Linked DNA regions of Mus musculus: region 2 is linked to region 1. The links are chromatin contacts, called in public Hi-C maps. All regions are on one chromosome and are shown on one strand. The core of a region is the stretch at or near the end of the contact, and the rest is flanking DNA. Distances in the headings are between cores, read along the strand shown.

Evidence for each region. A called contact is a pair of places that touch in the nucleus more often than the background predicts.
Region 2: a Hi-C map of the N1E-115 cell line shows a contact between it and region 1, with 7 times the contacts expected there. The contact joins two enhancer-like sites. A contact is called at or near these places in 4 of 484 Hi-C or Micro-C datasets (the G1E-ER4 cell line, the N1E-115 cell line, nephron progenitors and 1 more) and 6 of 115 datasets of contacts at active chromatin or transcription factors (embryonic stem cells, large pre-B cells, memory CD8 T cells and 2 more).

What each region holds. Positions count from the first base shown.
Region 1 is chr5:148,488,156-148,490,940 of GRCm38.p6, forward strand. No RefSeq gene overlaps it. Among named protein-coding and RNA genes, the nearest start is that of Ubl3, 63 kb to the right of the region's middle. Within about 2 kb of position 1,361, at least 183 of the 459 cell types and tissues checked have an H3K27ac peak or open chromatin away from gene starts, as enhancers often do. A contact at or near this core is called in the N1E-115 cell line, where this site is marked.
Region 2 is chr5:148,696,814-148,699,598 of GRCm38.p6, forward strand. No RefSeq gene overlaps it. Among named protein-coding and RNA genes, the nearest start is that of 2210417A02Rik, 44 kb to the right of the region's middle. Within about 2 kb of position 1,363, at least 31 of the 459 cell types and tissues checked have an H3K27ac peak or open chromatin away from gene starts, as enhancers often do. A contact at or near this core is called in the N1E-115 cell line, where this site is marked.

The DNA.
Region 1 (2,785 bases), core at 111-2,610:
CCCGAAGCTTATGAATTTGGCAAGCCTGGCTCCTTGGAGAATGTCTTAATTAGGGCCTATTGCTGCAACCAAAAGCAACTTGAGGAGAAAAGGGTTTATTTTGCCTAAACTTCCAGTTAACAGTCCATTACTGAGGAAAATCAGAGCAGTAAAGGGACCTGGAGGCAGGAGCTGATGCAGAGGCCATGGGTGGGGGTGGGGTGCTGCTTACTGACTTGCTCCTCATGGCTTGCTCAGCCTGCTTTCTTATAGAACCGAGGACCACCAGCCCAAGGAATGGTACCCCACCAAACCACTAATTAAGAAAATGCATTACAGGTTTATCTGCTTACGGTGGGCTCTTCTGGAGGCATTTTCTCAGTTGAGGCTCCCTCCTCCCTGATGTCTGTAGCTTGAGTCAAGTTGACATACAACTAGGGATTCTCCGGTCTCTGCCTCCCAAGTGCTGGCATTACTGGCATGTGTGGCTACAGTCAGCTTCTACATGGGTGTTAAAGACTGAACTCAGGTCCTCGTGCTTGCATGGCAGGTAATGGATCAATTGTTCTATCTCCCCAGCCATTATATGTATGTATATATGTAAATTACATATACATAGATCCAATACGTATATATCTGCCGTTCCCTCCCACTTTCCTGTAAATGTCATGATTTTATTCCTCTTTACAGATGAATAACCCCCAGTTGTTGTTTTTTGTTGTTGTTGTTGTTTGTTTGTTTGTTTGTTTGTTTGATCCATTCTCCAGATGATGGGCATTAGGCTGGTTCCATCTCTTAGCAATTGTGACTGCGGCAGCAGGGGTCTCTGTAGTGTGTTGGCATGGGGTACTTTGGATAAATGCCTAGGAGTGTTAGAGCTGGGTCATATAATAGTTCTATTTTTAGCCCTTTTGAAAAACTCCCATACTAATTTCCTTGGAGATAGCATCAGCGGTCCACATTCTCCCCAACAGTGTGTAAGACTTCCCCTTTCTCTCTGACCACATAATTTTACACCCCAGGCACCTGAGTTTTAACTGAGTCTTAATCAAGTCTCCCTTAGACACAACGTAAAGGTTGTGATTATTTATGCAGCCTTGAAGTGCCATTTCCCTGAGAGTCACTCCTTGTGTTCCTGTAAAACCTCGCTCGCATGTCTGCTTTCCTGCTCACTGTACACACAGACGCAGGTTCCCCCAGCTGGAGTAGCAAATGGACTGCTCACCTCCTGCTGTCTCTCAGCATCTAGCAAACGCCTGTAGGTGTGTTGGCTGGAGTGAAAAATGCCCCCCCCCCCCAAAGGCTCAGTTCCCTGGTTGGTGGAGATTTGAAGGGTGGGGAAGGGTGAATGGAACCTTCGGGAGGTGTGGCCTTGCTGGAGGAAGTGCGTCACTATAAGGGGGTGCGCTTTGCAATTTCATAGCCCCGCCCGCCTCCAGTTCTCTCTCTGCTTCTTGAGTTTGCTTGCGGTGGAGGTGTGATCTCTTGACTCCTTGCTCCTTCATGCTTCTACCATAATGGACTTTTAGTCCTCTGGAACTTAAGCCAAAAGAGATGCTCTCATCTCTAAGTTACTTGTGGTCAGGGTATTTTATTACGGTAACAGAAACTGATACCGTGGGTGTTAAGGACTGAAGTGTGTCCTATGCTCTTAGGCTGATATGTTGACATCTTAACCCCCAGTACCTCCAACGGGCCCTCACTTGAAAAGAGGGTCACTGAAGGTGTAATTAGTCACTATGACTTCACAGTAAATCCCAACCCAGTATGACTGGTGTCATAAAAAGAGATTTGGACACAGGCAGGGAGACGCAGTTTGACCGTGAAGGGAGAGCAGCAAGCGCCATGTGTCTGTGAGAGTCTGCCAGCTAGCCTCAGGGCTTGGAGGAAAGCCCAGTGCAGAGCCTCTTTAGCGGCTCTCAGAAGAAACGAGCACTGCAGACTTCTTGCCTCCAGTGTCCAAAGGCAACAATCTCTGTATTGAAGGTGCCCACGTGGAAGCTCTTTATATGGGGCCCTAGCAAAGCCACGGCTGTGTGACAGAGAACCAGCACAAACTCAGCTGCGACAGCAGGGGTGGTGGCCCGTGGTTTCCTTTCCAGGGAGTAGCTCCTGAATTTGACAGCGTTCTTCTCGTACTGTGCAGAATGCCCTAATCTACTCGAGATGCTCATGTATATAAGACGAGGTGCAGTCAAGGTCGCCATTTGCTTAAACGAATGCATCCCAGTAATAAGTAGGAAGCCGGCAAGCTCAGGGACACAGCTAAATACAAGGGGTCAAGCCCCGCATGGTAAAGTAAATTAACTAAATGAAAAATAACTTCTCTTTAAACTTTATTTGTATAAGCATTTGCCCGTGTTTATGTTGTGTTACAGGTATGTGCACCCTCAGAGGTGAGAGGGGGGCATCATTTGTTCTTCTTTCCCCCTCCCTCCCCCCTCCCTCCCCGCCTTCCTTTGTACTTCTGTCATTGGCTGATGCCCAGCCAATGTCAGGGACCATGCCATTGAGTCTGTGGGACTGTGAACATGGTAAATCTTTTTTCTTTAGAAAGCTGACCTTGCCTAGGCTACTAGAAAAAAAAAAAAAAAAAAAAAAGATGTGATATACCATGAAAAATAAGTTCCTGAGAAATTTGCTACAGAAAAAAAAAGCTTGTAAAATTATAGGATCAACATAATCATGCCCAATTTTCTTACATTTGGGACAAATCTCTCAGCTTTAGAGTGGGGGCCAAGATGTGGCCCAGTTGTGGGAGGCATCCTGAGAGAGGCCACTGGTGAACTTCCCACGGAACTTTGAC
Region 2 (2,785 bases), core at 113-2,612, 210 kb after region 1:
GTCATAAAAATACTTATAAGTCAGTGAGTTAAAATGGGGATACATTATTTTCTGAAGAGACATCCTTGATGACCCAGTCTAGATTCGGTCTGATGGCATTTCCATATTTTCTCTCTTTCCTTCCTGGTGTGAGTCTGTGTGCATGCAAGCGTGTACATGCATGTGTGTGTGCTTGTGTGTGTGCACAACTGTATGTGAGTATGTGTGTGCCAGTGTGTATGTAAGTGTGGGTGAGTATGTGTGATCTAATGTGTTGAGTGTGTGTGAGTGTGTGAACTAGTGTGTGAGTGTGTGTGTATGTGTGTGTGTGTGTCTGTCTCTAGCAGTGTTACATGAATGCTCAACTCTAAGTAGTTAGGCACCCAAATATTGCCACAATCTAGGGCTGGGCAAAGTAGCAGGTGGACAGGAACTATCTGCGTTGTGTATCTCTTGAGGCACTTGCACTACTAGATTGTGGCCCACTTCTTTAAAATAAGCCTTTTAATTGGACATAGTTTGTTTTAACAGTCTCAATGTCCCCAACATGAGTATCTACCTTACTGTAGTCAGTTATGCTGCCTGGTAACTTCTTTAACAATGGCTTTTTCCTGTGGTGTGAGAGTAAATTCTGGGAATACAGCCAGAGGCTTTTCTTAGGAACTTCAATATCTGGGGTTCTATCAACTCCTTCAGGGTTTGTTTTAAAGGCATTTGAGGAAGGATCCAGAGACCCCAGGGCAGTACGACCCCATGTGACCTGCTTTGAAGTGGAGCTTTGCATCGTACTGTGTTAAACGAGCCTGGAATCCTATTTTTACTGTCATACCCACAACATAGACTTAGATTTTAACTTAGCTTTAAGAATATATTCTTTACTCTTTCTGCCCCCTCGGCTCTTATCCCAATAAATCCTGTTTGACGAATTCAGGCCAAGGGCAGTTCTCCCCAGAGATACGAGATTCTCCTTCATCCGGATTGTGTCGTTCCAAGTCCTAGCCGGAGCCAGGTGGTCTCAGCCAAGCCTGGAGCAGCCTGATGCCAGGCCCACGCAGCCTGAATCTTTAAGCAGCCCAGCAACGCGGAGCCTGGGGGTCTGCCAAGGGTACAAGGAGAAAGTCTTTCAAAATGTCAAGCTAACGGCTCTCCCAAGGAGGATGGAGGCGTTGAGAATGGACAGAGGACCAGAAAGAGGTGTTGGTAGAAACTTGGGCTCAAGTCTCTCCACTCCCTCAGTGCAGGAGATTGCATCTTCAGAGAGGAACGGGATACTTGAGCATCTTAGAATGACGCTCGGTGCCCGAGCCGGCCCACTTCTGCTCTGCACAGATGCCTCTGGAAAGAGGTGTCTCCTGGGGGCACAGCTTGCCTCACAGAGATGGATGCCTTCAAAGACACAGTCTTGGAAGGCGGCAGGCGTCTGAGAGGGACAGGGCTGGCATCCGTGCCTGTCTATATTCCAAGCTTTCTCTTTAAGACATCCGCTCTGTCCTCGCCAGTCTTTCCAGAAGATTCCACTCAAACGGAGTGGTTGCTAAGCCCATTCAAAACAAATGTCCAATATTTCTTAATTAGCACAAATGAACTTGACGTACAATATTTACATGGTGCTATTTTTCGTTTACTTTCTTCTTCTTCTTTTTTTAATCAAACAAGAGTTTCATGGTGCTTCACTTTTCTTGTTATGTGCGGTTTTATATTTGAACTGCTCACTGGGCTTGGGGGACTCGGGGCTCTGGCTGCCAGATCTTGTGAGTGAAGGCAATCTGGGATTCTCCTCTTCAGCCTGTGAAGCAAGCAGTCAGGGCCAGATTAGGAGACCTTTCTAAAGGAGAAAGAAGAGGGGAGACACTGTGAACCCACAGACACGCCACAGGAAGAAGGGGAGACAGTACACAAAGGCTATGTGTGGAGATCCAGAGAATTATGGCTGATCTCAAAAGGCAAATACATAGAAAGTTCTAGAAACCTTGGCGTCCACTGCTTCCATTTAAATATTGCTTGGGGCAAGGTTTTTTTTTTTTTGTTTTGTTTTGTTCTGTTTTTTTTGTTTGTTTGTTTGTTTTGTTTTGTTTTGTTTTTCTTGTTTTCCAAAGCCCTTTGTCATAACCAGGATGAAATAAACGGGAGTATCAGGAGACAGCGATTGTGAATGCCTCTCCAGGTACCTGGGGCGGGTCTTCATTATTCTTCCTGTTTTCTTTATCATCCTGTTTCTGTCTCTTCTCTGCAAAATCCAGAGTTCTGGGGGGAGGGGGGTTGTTTGTTTTGTTTTGTTTTGTTTGGAGGCATGAAGAGAAAGAAATGGTCAAGGACCAAGGGTCAGGTGGCCTGGCGGCACAGGCCTCTCACCTTTAGTCCTTTGAAGCAGGAGGGCCACAAGTCCATGTCCATGGCATACCTGAGCAACTTAGTGAGAGTTTGTGTCAACAATTAAAAAGGAAAGGAAAGGGGCTTTGGGTGTAGCTCTGTCTGGCACACACAAGACTCTACTTTGAATTTGCAGTGCTAAATAAATAAATATTTAAAAGAGGGCGAGAGGGGGCTGGTGAGATGGCTCAGCGGTTAAGAGCACTGACTGCTCTTCCAAAGGTCCTGAGTTCAATTCCCAGCAACCACATGGTGGCTCACAACCACCCATAATGAGATCTGACGCCCTCTTCTGGTGCATCTGAAGACAGCTACAGTGTACTTATGTATAATAATAAATAACTCTTATAAAAAAGGGGTGGAGGGCTAGAGAGATGGCTCCGAAGTTAAGAGGACATACTGCCTTTGCAAAGGTCCTAAGTTCAGTTCCCTGCAC